Regions from separate parts of the Mus musculus genome. Here all the other regions are linked to region 3. Evidence: chromatin contacts called from public promoter capture Hi-C data. All regions are on one chromosome and are shown on one strand. Each heading gives the region's core, a stretch centred on a gene start, on an enhancer-like site or on the middle of the called end of the contact. The rest is flanking DNA. Distances are from core to core; before and after follow the strand shown.

Evidence for each region. Promoter capture Hi-C pulls out the DNA fragments that hold promoters and counts their contacts.
Region 1: a contact with region 3 is called in a promoter capture Hi-C map of the HPC-7 cell line. The contact joins the enhancer-like site here to the promoter of Robo4 in region 3. A contact is called at or near these places in 18 of 39 promoter capture datasets (3T3-L1-derived adipocytes, the C10 cell line, the HPC-7 cell line and 12 more), 3 of 15 datasets of contacts at CTCF or cohesin (embryonic stem cells and large pre-B cells), 23 of 484 Hi-C or Micro-C datasets (the 3T3-L1 cell line, 3T3-L1-derived adipocytes, the 4T1 cell line and 12 more), 13 of 115 datasets of contacts at active chromatin or transcription factors (craniofacial prominence, embryonic basal ganglia, embryonic forebrain and 7 more) and 3 of 9 other capture datasets (adipose tissue, liver and pancreatic islet).
Region 2: a contact with region 3 is called in a promoter capture Hi-C map of liver, with 2.5 times the contacts expected there. The contact joins the promoter of Pknox2 here to the promoter of Robo4 in region 3. A contact is called at or near these places in 1 of 39 promoter capture datasets (liver) and 2 of 9 other capture datasets (liver and pancreatic islet).

The regions. Positions count from the first base shown.
Region 1 is chr9:37,628,247-37,633,231 of GRCm38.p6, forward strand. Siae (sialic acid acetylesterase) reads left to right here. Exons shown (of 10, transcript NM_011734.4): 5 at 3,103-3,358; 6 at 4,712-4,821. Among named protein-coding and RNA genes, the nearest start is that of Siae, 17 kb to the left of the region's middle. Within about 2 kb of position 1,910, at least 1 of the 459 cell types and tissues checked has an H3K27ac peak or open chromatin away from gene starts, as enhancers often do. A contact at or near this core is called in the HPC-7 cell line, where this site is marked.
Region 2 is chr9:37,144,458-37,149,547 of GRCm38.p6, forward strand. It overlaps Pknox2 (Pbx/knotted 1 homeobox 2), which reads right to left and starts at 2,865. Exons shown (of 13, transcript NM_001029838.2): 1 at 2,784-2,865.
Region 3 is chr9:37,398,851-37,403,442 of GRCm38.p6, forward strand. Robo4 (roundabout guidance receptor 4) reads left to right here and starts at 3,122. Exons shown (of 18, transcript NM_001309390.2): 1 at 3,122-3,301; 2 at 3,705-4,037; 3 at 4,302-4,459. The coding sequence starts at 3,232.

The DNA.
Region 1 (4,985 bases), core at 660-3,159, 230 kb after region 3:
TCCTTTCCTTTCCTTTCCTTTCCTTTCCTTTCCTTTCCTTTCCTTTCCTTTCCTTTCCTTTCCTTTCCCTTTTTCCTTTCCCTTTCCTTTCCTTTCCTTTCCTTTCCTTTCCTTTCTTTTCTTTTCTTTTCTTTTCTTTTCTTTTCTTTTCTTTCTTTCTTTTTTTTTTTTTTTTGAGAACAGTATGGATGCTGTTCAACATGAGGTGGGTCTGGGTCTTCTTCCATCATGGTAACCCTCTGTGTTCCCCCACTCCCCTGCCTGTGTCTGAGGACGTCTCACTGTCCTCTCCGAGTGAACCAAGATCTGCTCCAGCTCCTCTCAGGGCCTCCTGTCTTCCCTCGGGCTTTACTCTCCATTTCTCTCTCTGAGAGAAACACAGAATCCGTATTTCATGGCTCTGCCTCCTCTACAGCAGGCTGTGCACTAGTCCAAGGACACCGCAGCAAGTAGACAGACACACAGTGCCTGCTGTGAAGGTTCAGCCTTGTTCTTTATTTCCACAAAACAAGACAAAGGCAAATACAACCAGCCCCCTTCTCAGCAAGCGTCATCACTGGCCTCACAGTATGTGGAATATCTTTTGTTTCATTCTTCTCCTGCCCCCCACAGGGTTCACTCTTTTTGTTTTGGTCTGTTTTTCCTACCTCCCCTCTCCTCCCCTCCCCTCCCCTCCCCTCCCCTCCCCTCCCCTCCCCTCCCCTCCCCTCCCTCCCTCCCTCCCTCCCTCCCTCCCTCCCTCCCTTCCTTCCTTCCTTCCTTCCTTCCTTCCTTCCTTCCTACAGATTAGGCTGGCCTCAAATTTAAGAGATTATTCGCCCGTCTTTACCTACAAAGTGCTAGGAATAAAGGGGATTAAAGGGGATTAGAGGCAGATATCACCATCACTACTACCTGGGAAAACATAGTTCACTCTGTAGGTAAAGGCTTGCCATGTAAGCACCAGAACCTGAATTCAGAACCCCAGCACTCATTTAAAAGGCAGATGTGACAGCATATATCTGTAATTCCATCACAGGGGAGGCAGAGACAAAGTGATCTCTGGGGGTTACTGGCCAGCCAGCCTAGCTGAATAAATAGTGAGAGGCAATTTTAAAGTGAATGAATGAATGAATGAATGAATGAGGTAGAGGATGATAGAGGAAGACACCTGACTTTGTCCTCTGGTTTCCACATATGTGCACATACATACTTGCACATCTTGACAAATACATGCACGCGTGCATGCAGACACATACTTTATGTACAAATAAACAAGTCCTTGTCTATCCTCTGGTTTCCTAACCACTTTTTATCCTTTTAAGTTACCTTTCTCCTCTACCTACTAGTTAGTAGGTCTACCTTTAGCTACTCACAGCCACCTAACAATAACATACACATGTTTCCTATGATATTAGAGACACAGTTATGAATGCGATGAAGTCCCTCCAGAACTAATAGAAATACTGTTCTATTGCTGTGAGATACCATGACCAAGGCAACCTATAGAAGATGACATTTAATTGGGGGCTTGTTTACAGCTTCAGAGAGTTAGTCCATTATCATCATGGCAGGAGATGTGGCCACAGGTAGGCATGGTACTGGAGATGTAGCTGATAGCCACATCCTGATTTATAGGTGGGGGCCGGGAGGGAGAAGGAGGGGGAAGGAGAGAGGGTGAGAAGGAGGGAGGGAGGGAGGGAGCAAGGAACGGAGGATGGGAATGAATGAGAATGGGCTTGGCAGGGACTTTGAAACCTCAAAGCCCACTCTTAGTGGCATACCTTCTACAACAAGGCCACATCTCCTAATCTTTGCCAAACAGTTCAACTAACTGATAACTAAGCATTCAAATATATGAGCCTATGGGGCCCCGTCTTATTCAGACCACCACAGAGGGAAACACTGAACTTCATATTACAGGAAGTGATGTAATAGGGCTGCACAGAGAGGGAGGATGTCAGTCTAAACCAGGCTTTGGCTGAACTTCATTGACTAGTTTTTCTTTGTTGTTAACTCCAGCTAAAACTTGTTCGTATCCCTTAAGATACTGTACTTTGCCATTTATTTTATTTAGCTCATCAGTTGACCTATTCAGTAAGCTTTAGAATTTATGAGGAGAGACTCTTTGTGTCTCTTTCATTGCTATATCTCAACCACTGTGTAGTTCTGGATACATAGTAGGTGCTCAGTTAATTCTAATTTGTCGGAAATTGATTTGATTTTCTCCTATTGCGCTTCTTGGGTTTGGATCCTTTTCAGGACTAAACAGAGTGCCTCCTGTATAGTAGACTTTTACTAAGTACTAATTTGAATTGATCCCATCTCTGTGTGTATTTCTACCTTCCCCTCCCCTTGTCAACTTCCTCTAGTATGGAGCTCACATACACCAGCTTGTGTTGGTTCCTGGGTAATATGAACAGTTGAAATAAATTAGACTGGTGAAAGCAAAACTGGTTATGGTTGCTGTGTTTCCCTTTTTGCTGCATTCCTCAGCACTTATGTGTCCATATTTTCATTACTTCAGCTATGGAATTTATCATAACACCACCCAGAAAAAAAACCCCCACATCTTCTACCTACTGGCTGCCTCCCTTAAGTGAGTTAAGGGCGGCAGGGACCTTACAGGCTTTGTACCACTTATCTACTGAGGAGGACTTAGAGTTCCTGAATTCCGATGCACCTGAGGGCCTGGGGTTCTGCAAAACCTGCTGAGAGTTTTGGATCCCTGATTATATAAGCAAATTATTTATGTTCAGACTACGACACAGTTGTTTCCATTTGCCTCCATGCCAGACTGAGAGCTCTTGCTTCCTCATTATGGCAAAAAGCAGTTTGAGCAAATGAAAAAAAAAACAAACAAACAAACAAGCAAACTGAAGAGCAATCATGGGAAACTGTCACGAACACTGTAATTTTCCCCTGTGGAAAAGCTGTTTCTCCTTTGGGGAGCTTTGGAAGTCACGCTTTATTCTGGGCTGTATCTTGTATCTTAGCCCTCATCTTACCCTGCATCTGAAGGTCTTAGAAAGGAGCCCACTGCTGGCTCCACTCATGCCACAGCCCCAGTTGGCACCCCTCTTCTTTTCTCTTGACTTTCCCTATAACTGTTTCTCTGCACAGGAAACTTGGGCCATGGAAATTTCACTTACATGTCTGCGGTGTGCTGGCTCTTTGGGCGTTACCTGTATGACACTCTGCAATATCCCATTGGGTTGGTCTCCTCCAGTTGGGGTGGGACGTACATTGAAGTCTGGTCATCTAGAAGGACACTGAAAGCCTGTGGAGTCCCTAATACAAGGGATGAAAGAGTTGGTCAGCCCGAGATAAAGCCCATGAGGAATGAATGTAACAGTGAGGAGTCCTCATGTCCTTTTAGGTAAGTGTGTGCTGAATGCCCACATTTGTTCTGAGTAAATGGATTCATGCGCAGGGCAAGTGTTGTCGTGAGCATCTACAGTCATCTGGGAACAAGTCAAGAGGGTTTTATATTCGTTTAACTCAGTAACAGCAGTAGCTAAGTGCGTGCTGACAGCTTTCTATGGAGGGTACCGTTCTAGGGTCTTTATTTGCACTAATTCATCTAGTTTTTGAAACACATCCCTAAAGTGTAGATGTTGCTGCTATTCCATAGTTAGAGACACCAAGTCCCAGAGAAGATTCAGGACCTGGCTTGTGAACAGGACTAGTCAAGTAGGCCAGACTGGCTCCAACGCCTGGGTTCTTCCTAGCCACTGTGCTCTCTTTCCTCAAAAGTAAACTGCCAGACAGGAAGAATGACTGTATAAGTACATATTTAAAACTATGTTAGTGTGCCTGCTTGGGAAAAGCTGGGTGGGAAGAATATTTCAGAAGAGAAAGAACTAGTTAGAAAAACAAACAGACAAACAAATACCAATGCTATATGCAAATGGAGATGAATAGGTATGCTCTGTGCTCGTGAGCACTGTCTGTTTCACTTTGGGAAGGTTTCTGGAAGGAGGAGGAGGAGGAAGAGGAGGAGGAGGAGGAGGAGGAGAAATGGGGGGTTCTTAGTACAGTTTGGGTATTTGGATAAAGGTTTGCCTGGGTGTGGGTGGGATGGAGATATTAAGTTTGGAGAAAAGGATTGACTTTTAGCAGAGTAGGAGGGAAAGTCATATCCAGTATGTGATGGGGATTTTCAAGCCAGGTCCTTCGGATCTCCACGGAGGGGAGTGAAACCAATGGAGTGGGAAAGTGGGAATTCTCATCTATAGCTACTGCAAAGATAAATGCATATATGTATTCCACAGAGAAGTCTGGGACCATATCCAAAGCTAAAACAGAATTGGTTTTGACTCAGTAATGCCATTGCTGGGAATTTATCTTGCAAAAAAGAAGTTAAGCATGTATATAATGGTTTAGCTACATGGAAACTCATCATGCCATTACTCCCCAAAGCAGCACATTTAAGCTAGTCTGTCTGCTGAGTAGTAGTTAGCTGAATTTATTGCTTGTAAATCAGCCCTCCCTCTGACTTTAATGGCCTTATCTGGAAACTGGCGTGGCCCACTGTGGACTCACACAGAACTGATTGCTACACTTTCCCTGAGAAGAACCTGGTGGAATTACAAGACTCTTCCTACAGTTTCAAGTGTCATGCAACAGACTGGATTGCCTCTGGGTTACTTCAATGTGAGGTTTGTCCAAGTGAACGTGGGTAGGCTGACTGTCTTATGATTGCTGACTTTGTTCATCTTGCTGATTTCAGGGTTGTCCCATCTGTTCGTGTGACTGGACCGACAAGACACTCCGTCCTTTGGAACGCCATGATCCATCCACTGCAAAACATGACTTTGAAAGGGGTGGTGTGGTACCAGGGTGAGCTTGCTCTTTATCCATTGGTGTCAGTTAGCTTTTGCTGTATAGCAAAGTGCCCCAAGGAGTTAATGGTTTCAAAACCCAGTGAGTTTATCATTTTATTTAGCTCCCTTTTCTCTGGGTTAGCAGGGTGGTACTCCCATCTGCTGCTTCAGCTGGGGTCT
Region 2 (5,090 bases), core at 1,615-4,114, 250 kb before region 3:
CAGCTCAGGGCTGGAGAAGAGCGCTCAGGAATTCCAAGTCTGGAAAACAACAGCTCCTGGTAGCGGTCGCCGCGCCCCCGGCCGCGGTGGCCATTCTTGGGTCCTGCGGCTTCAGTGCCCCAAAGGACTGGCTGGCTTTCTCAATTCACGGTGCACAGAGAAATCATGCACAGAGAAAATCAACTCCCAACACACACACACACACACACACACACACACACACACACACACTTACATCCATCCCTCAACCTTACTCTTTATCTAAATGTCCAGAATGTAACATCTTCAACCCTCCTTCTCCCCAATCTGCTCTTTCCTTCTTTAGGACCCCTCCACTCCACCCACTGGTGAGCTAGGCCCGAGCCTTGAGGAAGTAGTTTGAGTATGAGATACGAGCCCCTAAATAAGAGACACCCCACACCTACCTACAGGCATACACACATGCGTGCATTTGCATCAAGGTCCAGGGGCCACGGGAAGGTCAGAAGGCAGAGTGGGAGGGCAAAGGGGCTAGAGTTTGGGATAAAACCATGTTGCTTTTGAACACCATCATTTCTGAGATTTGGGAGGGGGGTGTGTGGGGGGGCGGATGTTTAAATCCGTTTAAGCTTGTTATCTTGGATTCTACCAGTTGAAGAGCATTTGAATTCCAGAAAGCCAACAGCCTGGAGAAGTCCCAAGATAACATATGTGAGGGTAAGGAAACCCCGAACTTCCTCCTCCCTCTAGGATAGAACCTTGCCGGTATGGGCCGGCCTGTGCGCTCTTCGACATTGCCCTGGACGAAGCAAGCATCGCTTGCAGATAAACAGGCGGCAGATCCGATGAGGACTCCGGAGTTCGGGAATGTCTTTCCTTTGGCGGCAGCCACGATTCCTTAAGCCCCAGTAGCACCTCTCTACTAGTGGCCCCCTTGCCTGCGTCGCCTACCACTGTCCCGGCGGGCCACCAGCAACCACCCCGCCACGCTGAGGCCACAGACCGCAAGTGACTCCCAGAGCCTGCTGACTCTGCAGGGCCAGCTCCTTGGCTCCACTCGGACCCGGATGATGCTACCCGGTCACTTCGTACTGAATCACTATTTTTGTGTACCTTCCAGAGTCTTTCTCCTAGGTTTCAGCCCTGTGCACCCAGATCCTCTCATCCGCAAGATTCGCTTTAGGGGGAGAAGCAGCAGACGTTCGGGGCTCGCTCACCACGGCTGGAATCAACTACTTTTCTTGCCTACATAAAAGCTTTTCCTCCCACACGCTGTAAGAACCTGGACGCGCAATTCTTCCTACATTTCAATATCCTGATCCCGAGTGTCAGTTCTAAAACAACGTCACCGGCTCCGGAGTCAAGCCTCGGAGGTAATCGGGGCCCCGGCGCCTAACTCCAGCCCTCTGTCTTTGCCGGCATGTAAACTACACAGCGGCCCATCTGTCCCTATTCTGAAAACAGCTTGATTCCTGCAACCCAAACTCTAGCCTGCTCCAAAACCCAGCCCTCCTTTAAGGGGCTGATCCGCATCCCCCTCCCACTCCCAACCCGCGTCTTCCGACCGCGCGGGAACCCTGGCTGCCCTGTGAAGGACTCTCCAGACAGCGCGGCCCACTGCGCTCGTTTCTTCCTTGGCTTTGGAAGCCAGCCTAACCCGAAAGAAACAGAAACTTCGCGCGGCACATTCAGGACCCTGCCCCATCCCCATCGGCTTTCTTCTCGGGACGCTTTCCGTGCCCACCTCCCCCCCTTTTACGAATTTATCTTCTAGCTCTTCGCCAAGGACCCCTAATCCTCCCCTCCCCGCCCAAAAGACCCAACAATACGTAGAGAGCCAGTGACCCTACAAATTCTCCTCCTACTCCTAGTTAGAGTCCCTGAGCGTCGCCCCTCGGGTTCTGGTTTCTCTGACTAACACCTCCCCCCCCCCCATACACACACACATACATACACACACACACACACATGTTCCCCTGTCCCCACTGATCCTCCGGTAAACCTCTACTCTCCCTGCCTCCCCGGGCCGGGCAGGACGCGGCCGCCACTGCTTGACTCCAGCCACCCGGCCGCAGGCTAGGGCTGCTCCCGCTTCCAACCACTCGAAGGCAGCTCGGGGCTGGTGACACCTAGGAAGCTCCAGCCACAGGGCTCCTGGAGCCCGGGAAAGGAGAACCGAAGCCCGCCCGCAGTTCCCAGCCTCGCCCCCACCGAGCGCCTAGCCAGGAGCCGCCTGCGCAGGGACTCCGGCCGACGCGCTCGTCCCTGGGCTCGAGTCCCGGGAAGCTCCGGGTGCACGGCTTCCAGCCCGCCCGCTACAGGCTCTAGGGCCGCTGCGCTCTGAGTCCGCTGCCCAGCTGCTTGCGACCGCAAACAATGCACGCCCGGCCCTGGGCCAGAGGGGAGCGGGGCGAGGCGGCGGCAGCGAGGCGGGCACGGAGCTGCGCACCGGCCGGGTCCGGGAGCGGGTGGGCCGCGCGCTTCTCGCCGCCTCCTCGCCCAGCCTCGCCTCCCCTCGCGCGGCTTCGCTCCGCGCTCTCCCGGCGCTTCCCCAGCTTCTCTCTGCACGCTCCCGCCGTCCCTCTCTGCTCCCTGCCTCCCTCCTCCCTGCTGCCTCCCTCTCTCTCCTCCCTGCTGCCTCCCTCTCTCCCTCTCTCCTCCTTGCCCTGTCGCAATGAATAATACTCTGGCTTGGGGACTGGAATAAAACACACGCGCTCTGAGGCAGCCGCCCGCAGCAGCAGCCGCCGCCGCCGCCGCCGCCTGCAAAAGCGTCTCTGACATGGAAATGAATGACAGCTTACCTGATGCCAATCTTCATCAGACTGACACCGGCGTGACAACACAGCCTATACTTCCCAGCACTGCTCGGGACGTCAGCGGCACAGGGACCCGCCCCCCGGACTCCCTCCCCCCCCCTCCCCGCGCGCGCACACCTCCCCTCTCCCCACTCCCCCTTTCTCCCCCCCCCCCATAGCCCCCACCCACTCCTGGACCCGGCCGCTTCCCAGGCGAGGAGCTGCTAGAGTGTCTCCCTCTACTGGAGGCTCGGCTCAGACATCAGGCTCTGGCCTGCTTGCTGCTGGAGAGAGGCAGCAGGCGCCCAGACCTGGGGGTTGCCTGACAGAGGTGATGCAGTGAACCCCAGAAATGCAGGCGCACCCCTACCCGGTGTCCTCCTTAGCGATCAACTGGTGACGAGTTCCAAGACACCAGGTGCTGAAGAGATTGAGAGGAGGTGAAATTTTCTGTGTACCTCAAGAGAACCCCAAGAAAATAGGAATCTTCAAACTGGCAAGAAACGTTCTCTCCATCACACCCCCACCCCATTCCTGCCCGGCTGGCCTCATTTTTATGATTGCATTTGAATAATTCTCATTACCTTGGCCCCAGCAAAGGTGCTCAGGTGGTTAGTTATCCCTGGTCTCAAGAGCTTTTTTTTTTCCCCCTGCTGTAGGCTTCCTCTGACGCTTGGTTCATCCGAGGGTTGATGGGGTGGTTCAGGGGCAAGATAACAAGGGAAAGAGCCTTATCAGAAGCTATCCCTTGGCAAATGTCAGGCAAGTGCTTGGAAGCCACTGCTGTTTCATTCTTAAAACTGCTTAGCCAGCCAGTGTGTCCCGGAGGCTGGGCACCGTAAGGTGAGGGGAGTACTGTTTCAGCTTGGGCTTGCTGGGGTGGTCCAATCTGTTCCATACACCAAACAGGCTCCTCACCCAAGTCACTTCTACAATGAAAAGCCAAATCAAGCCAGTGCAACCATGCATGTCTCCATTTAGTCAACAAAGATGACTTTCCTACTGAGTGCCAAGTATAGGCTCAGCCACTCAGGATGCAGACTGGCTCAGCTCCTACACAGAGGACCAGAGAATCCCTTCTGCCCCCCTTGAGAAGCGGTTTCAGGCCACAGGCAGGTGACAATGAATCCTGTGACTCTCACACCAGGAAAGGAGCCTGGCTGAAGCCTAAACAAAGTCACTGAAAGTTAAGGAAAAGCTAAGAGGGAATCCAGACAGTCAGGTTCCCAGAAAAGGATCTAACCCCAGCAGAGGGAGGTTACCCTTTGCTCCATTCCAAGCCTCTGGGTCATTCCTCCCCTGCCTCGGATTCCGGCAAAAATGAGAAGTATCATTAGATCCAAAGGCTCAGAGACGTCTGCATCACATTCCAGATGTGCTCTTTATCCAGGTCCTGCCAGCAACTCCACATTCACCTGCAATGTTCCTGTGGGACGGGGAGGGGGCTTTCACCTATAGATCCACTGCTACAGATGGGGTTGAAACATCTTCCCATGGACTCCCTAAAGACTTTCACTAGGTAGAGTTATGTCACCCCAACCTCTGATCTGTGGTCAAAGACTGTGGCTCCTGACAGCATAATTGCTAGTATATATTTCACATTGTATAATAATATAATAATAATGAATCCACTTGCCCTTTTTATGTAGTACAGAAACACCAGACTCACTGACCCAGAGGCTGGAGGTCAGCCTGCCATAAAGTCGCAGAGGGAAATGCATTGCATAGACTGGGAGAGGAGCGATCCCTTTGACTCTGCCAGGGACCTCTGGAGAAGGGGTTGCTCTCCTTTGGAGGTTGCTGGCCAGTAGATTCAGATGGAGAATGGGCTGATAGTAAATACTTAGTTCATCAGAGAAGTGCCAGTGAGCATACAGACAAAAGCCATATACTACCCACTCATACTTACCACAGTCCTCATTTTCTAAAGTACAATTCCGATGTCAACTTGTTCTTTAAGACATCAGACCCATGGACATCAACGATTGACTTGTGGAGTCTTTTCAAATAGCACATTAGCCAGTAATATCCTTTACTAACTTTAAAATGCACACTAACTTTTAGTCACTACAGCTTGCTTTGTAGCTTGCAAAGGCTTTAAAAAGAAGAGATGATCTAACATGTAACCATCCTTTTTTTAAATAATGGTTGGAAAGGAATATTTGGCTTATGTCTACCACTAGAAAGTAGTGGTGAGAATAAACAGGGAGTCAGAGACCCACATTACCGCTCCCTCTTCAATTCCCTCCTTAATTCGTGTAAAGGGAGACAAACTTAATTTGTAAAGCAGTTAAAAAAAAAGCCATCCAGGAC
Region 3 (4,592 bases), core at 1,872-4,371:
GGCTAAAATGGTGGGCTTGGTTTTTCTCTGGCAAATCTCAGGGTTAACAATACCAAGGACATTTAAGGGTCAATTAATACATATGGGTTTTAAAAAAACAAAACAAAACAAAACTTAAATGCCCATGAGTCATGTGGTGGGCTCTTCCTTAGCCTGTGGAAATAAGACAGTCGGAGTGCTGGAAATGAATGTGTATCCCCGAGTTTGCCTGCATGCATTTGGAGTTTCCATGTCCTGCAGGAATGATTCACAGTGTTCCCTCTGATCATCTCCATAGCCCTCAGGATGTTTCATAGGTGAAGAAATGACCTCAGAGGGGTTACACAACTTATTTCAGGTCACTTGTTCAGAAGAATAGACACTTATCTGCATCTGGCTTCAAATACCACCTAAGTTTGCCTTTTGACCCTGATAGCTTGGAGAGGAATCCTCAGCTGCATAAAACATGCTACAGGAATCCAGAGAAGCAAGGATCCTGACTTAAAGAGAAATTTGCTCTGAAGGACCACCCAGAAGGGTACCTGGTTCTTTTCCTCTCTTCTCTCTCTTGCAAACAGCCAAAAATAAACTACTCACAAAATACTAGAACCAGGGGTGCAGAAAGGTACAATTTAAACGGCCACGGGGCTTGCATGTCACCAGACCCCTAAAGTAGAAAACTTCCCCGAAATAGAAACAGACAGGAGGTGGCTCCCATGCACCCACACCCCCCCCCCCATGACTCATGTGGTAGGCTCTTCCTTAGCCTGTGGAAATGAGACAATCGTAGTACTGGAAATGAATGTGTATCCCTGAGTTTGCCTGGATGCATTTGGAGGCTTCATGTCCTGTAGCAATGGTTCACAGTCGATGTTCCTCCTTCTGGTCGGCTTCAGTTCTCAGCAGGTGGCTCTTCAGAATATTGAACTTTAAGTATGGGACAGGACATGTAGTCACAGGTACTCTCCCATTGCCATGGACTCTGGGTTCCAGTCCTATGTTACACCACCCCCTACTCCCTGCCTGTCTGCTCTGCTGCTCTTTCTACTCAGCTGAGCAAGAAGCTGGGGGGATGAATCTGGGCTCCTTTGAGACCGACAAGTGTTTTCTTTTGAGGAAAATATATACCATCTTTCTGGATCATAGAAACTGAATAAAATCAAGTTGGTGTTGGAACACTAGCTGAGAACTTGCTGAATTCTCATAAGTAGAAGCAAAAGAGACTGAAAAGGGACTGTTGTCAGCAATAGCATTCTTGTGGAACTTGGCCATTCTTGGACCCTGTGTACCTGGGAAATCCCAGGTTCATTGAAACTGCCTGCCCACCCTTTCCTGTCTCGTCTTTGGCTGACTTCAGCCATATAAATGTCCCTTTCACCCATCTGACATCATACACCCTCCACACAGAAGAAGGCACAGACTTGGCTAACAACACCCTTCGTGCTTCCATTTTTGCTTTGCTTTATTTTTTTTTGTTGTTGTTGTTTTTGTTTTGTTTTGGTTCGTTTTGTTTTGTTTGAGACAGGGTCCAGCCTGGACTAGACCAAATTCATGATCCTCTGTATGCTAGGATTTCAGCCATGTGCCACCAAGTGCTTCCATTCCTAAAATCCCAAAGTCTAGCCTGACACCAATTTCCACCCTTCTTTTTATAGTCACTCTATTCACTTCTATTCTGTAGCCCACAGACTCACTCAGTTTGTAAAGACTGTAGTGTTTTTAAGGTTTTTTTTTTTCCCCCATTAATCCTGTCTTAATCAGTCTTAGTTTGTCTCAGGAGACAGAAAGAGATGAAGCACAGAAGTCCAGTGGTTAGGGCTGATGCTGTTCCTGAAACCCAACAGGGAGGGGGAGGAAGGGAGAAGGGTCAGCTGTGTTAGGGGCCTCCAGACAAGCTGGCCAGAACAATGAAGAACAAAGCCTGCACGCTTTTCCGCTGAAGCTCAGAGCCTGGCCTTGGCCTTCTGTGAACAGCTCTAGGAAATGGCTGAGATTCCAGATTTGGAAGGAAGAGACTGGTAAACAGGAGCTGGGCTCTGAGGAGAAGGCAGTCTCTCTGGGTTTCAGGGAGGAGCCAATACAGTCAGCTTAGTTGTTGTGTAGGTTGTGTGCTATGTAGCCATAGAAGACAGGTGTCAGACCAGGCCAGCCTTGGAAGGCTTCATTACGACCATCTTCCCCAATCCTAGAACCCATCCCACTGATGATGCTTCAGAGAGTTTCAGTGGTGGGATGTGCACAAAAACACAGGTGATACCCCTGTGTCCATACCTAGTCTATCTCATGCCTAATCTCATTCCAGTTTTACTCTGGATCTGAAGGTGGTGTCTATTATTAATATCCCCATTTTACAGGTATGAAAACTGGCTTTGAGGATGAAGGAATCTGCCCAAGAGCCCACAGACATCATTTCCAAATCTTTTGATGAAAATGCGTACATAGTCCATGGGTTTTCTTTTTCTTTTCTTCTTTTCTTTTTTGAGACAGGGTTTCTCTGTGTAGCCCTGGCTGTCCTGGACCTCACTCTGTAGACCAGGCTGGCCTTGAACTCAGAAATCCGCCTGCCTCTGCCTCCCAAGTGCTGGGATTAAAGGCGTGTGCCACCACTGCCCAGCTAGTCCATGGGTTTTCAAAGCTTAAGGTTCTGAGTCATTCCTACTTTCTAGCCTCCCAAGACTCAGTCTACCTGCTCCTGGGGATTGGACCAGAGATAGACACTTGCTACCTCCTGACCCCCATGTGCCCCTTGCTTTCTTGGCCTGTAAGCCCTTTGGACTCTATCTTCAGCTCCTTACTCCTATGTCTGAGGCTCAACCTCTGGTCTTCCTCCTCCTCTATTAGGTGGCTGGCTAATGGGAAAAAGCCGATAGAGACCAAGATTAAACATATGCTTTGAACAGAGCTGTGGAGTTGGCAGATTGTATGGGTACAATTGGGATCAGTGTGAGGATTTCATTTAAGAAACCCTAACTCAGACATGAAGTAAACCCTTAGCCTGCAGTTAGCATCCCGGGGATTACAGCTGAAGTGTAGAGGTCAGAGAGTTTCTCACCTCTGGTCCCCTCCCAGTTCTCTAAGGCATGAGGGCCAGGCAGGAAGCATCCGTTTCCTCAAAGCTGCTTCCCTACTGGGACAGAGTCTCAGTCACAAACAACTACCACCACCCCACCCCTCCCTTTCTTCCCTTACTGCTGTGAGCTCAGAACAACCGGACAAAAGTGTATGGGACAAGGAGAGGAGCCGAGAGCAGCCATGGGCTCTGGAGGAACGGGCCTCCTGGGGACGGAGTGGCCTCTGCCTCTGCTGCTGCTTTTCATCATGGGTGAGTAGGGCCCTCCCTCTCCTAACCCACGCTCCTGGATTCATGGCAGGATCCACGGTCTGGATCCAAAGCCAGCAGGACAAAGGAGCATCTCTGTTGTCTGGTGCCTTTCTTCTAGTTAGCAGTGAAGTATCAGAGACAAAGATGGGGGTTGAGAGAGAGAGAGAGAGAGAGAGAGAGAGAGAGAGAGAGAGAGAGAGAGAGAGAGTGTGTGTGTGTGTGTGTGTGCGTGCAACAGAGAAAGAGCTATGCAGATCTTGACCTATGGACTCAGACCTTCTCCCCTCCTAGTTAGCTTCTTATTTGGAAATAAATGTTCAGTAAGATAAGCCTACACAAGACTACAGATTCCTACACAAGACATAGAAGGGGTGCAGTACAGGAGTCTCTCTTTCCCTCTTAGGAGGTGAGGCTCTGGATTCTCCACCCCAGATCCTAGTTCACCCCCAGGACCAGCTACTTCAGGGCTCTGGCCCAGCCAAGATGAGGTGCAGATCATCCGGCCAACCACCTCCCACTATCCGCTGGCTGCTGAATGGGCAGCCCCTCAGCATGGCCACCCCAGACCTACATTACCTTTTGCCGGATGGGACCCTCCTGTTACATCGGCCCTCTGTCCAGGGACGGCCACAAGATGACCAGAACATCCTCTCAGCAATCCTGGGTGTCTACACATGTGAGGCCAGCAACCGGCTGGGCACAGCAGTGAGCCGGGGTGCTAGGCTGTCTGTGGCTGGTGAGGCTTGGGAGGGTAGGCCCAGGGGGAAGCAGAGTTAGGCTGAGATGCTTGTGTCCAGGGAAATACGAGAGTCTGTCTGTGAAGGGAGGCAGGGACTGAGGGTCTTGGGATGGAGAACTAGGTTAAACTAGAGATAGAGGGGCAAGGAAGTGGTAGAGCAGAATTGGGTAAGCATGTTCGGATAAGCCATCCATGTTAGGATGTTAGAAGGACTCAGGGTGGGTAGACGTGCTTCCTGCTGATTTGCTGACTTCCCAATAGTCCTCCAGGAGGACTTCCAGATCCAACCTCGGGACACAGTGGCCGTGGTGGGAGAGAGCTTGGTTCTTGAGTGTGGTCCTCCCTGGGGCTACCCAAAACCCTCGGTCTCATGGTGGAAAGACGGGAAACCCCTGGTCCTCCAGCCAGGGAGGCGCACAGTGAGTGAACCCCAATCCTGGGAACTCCTTTGCCCATACATCATCCTGTCCTGGGCACATTGAGCAACTGACCCACCCTCCAACCTCTAAGCTTCTCAAATTGAAGACTTCATGGAGTATCTGAACCTGACAG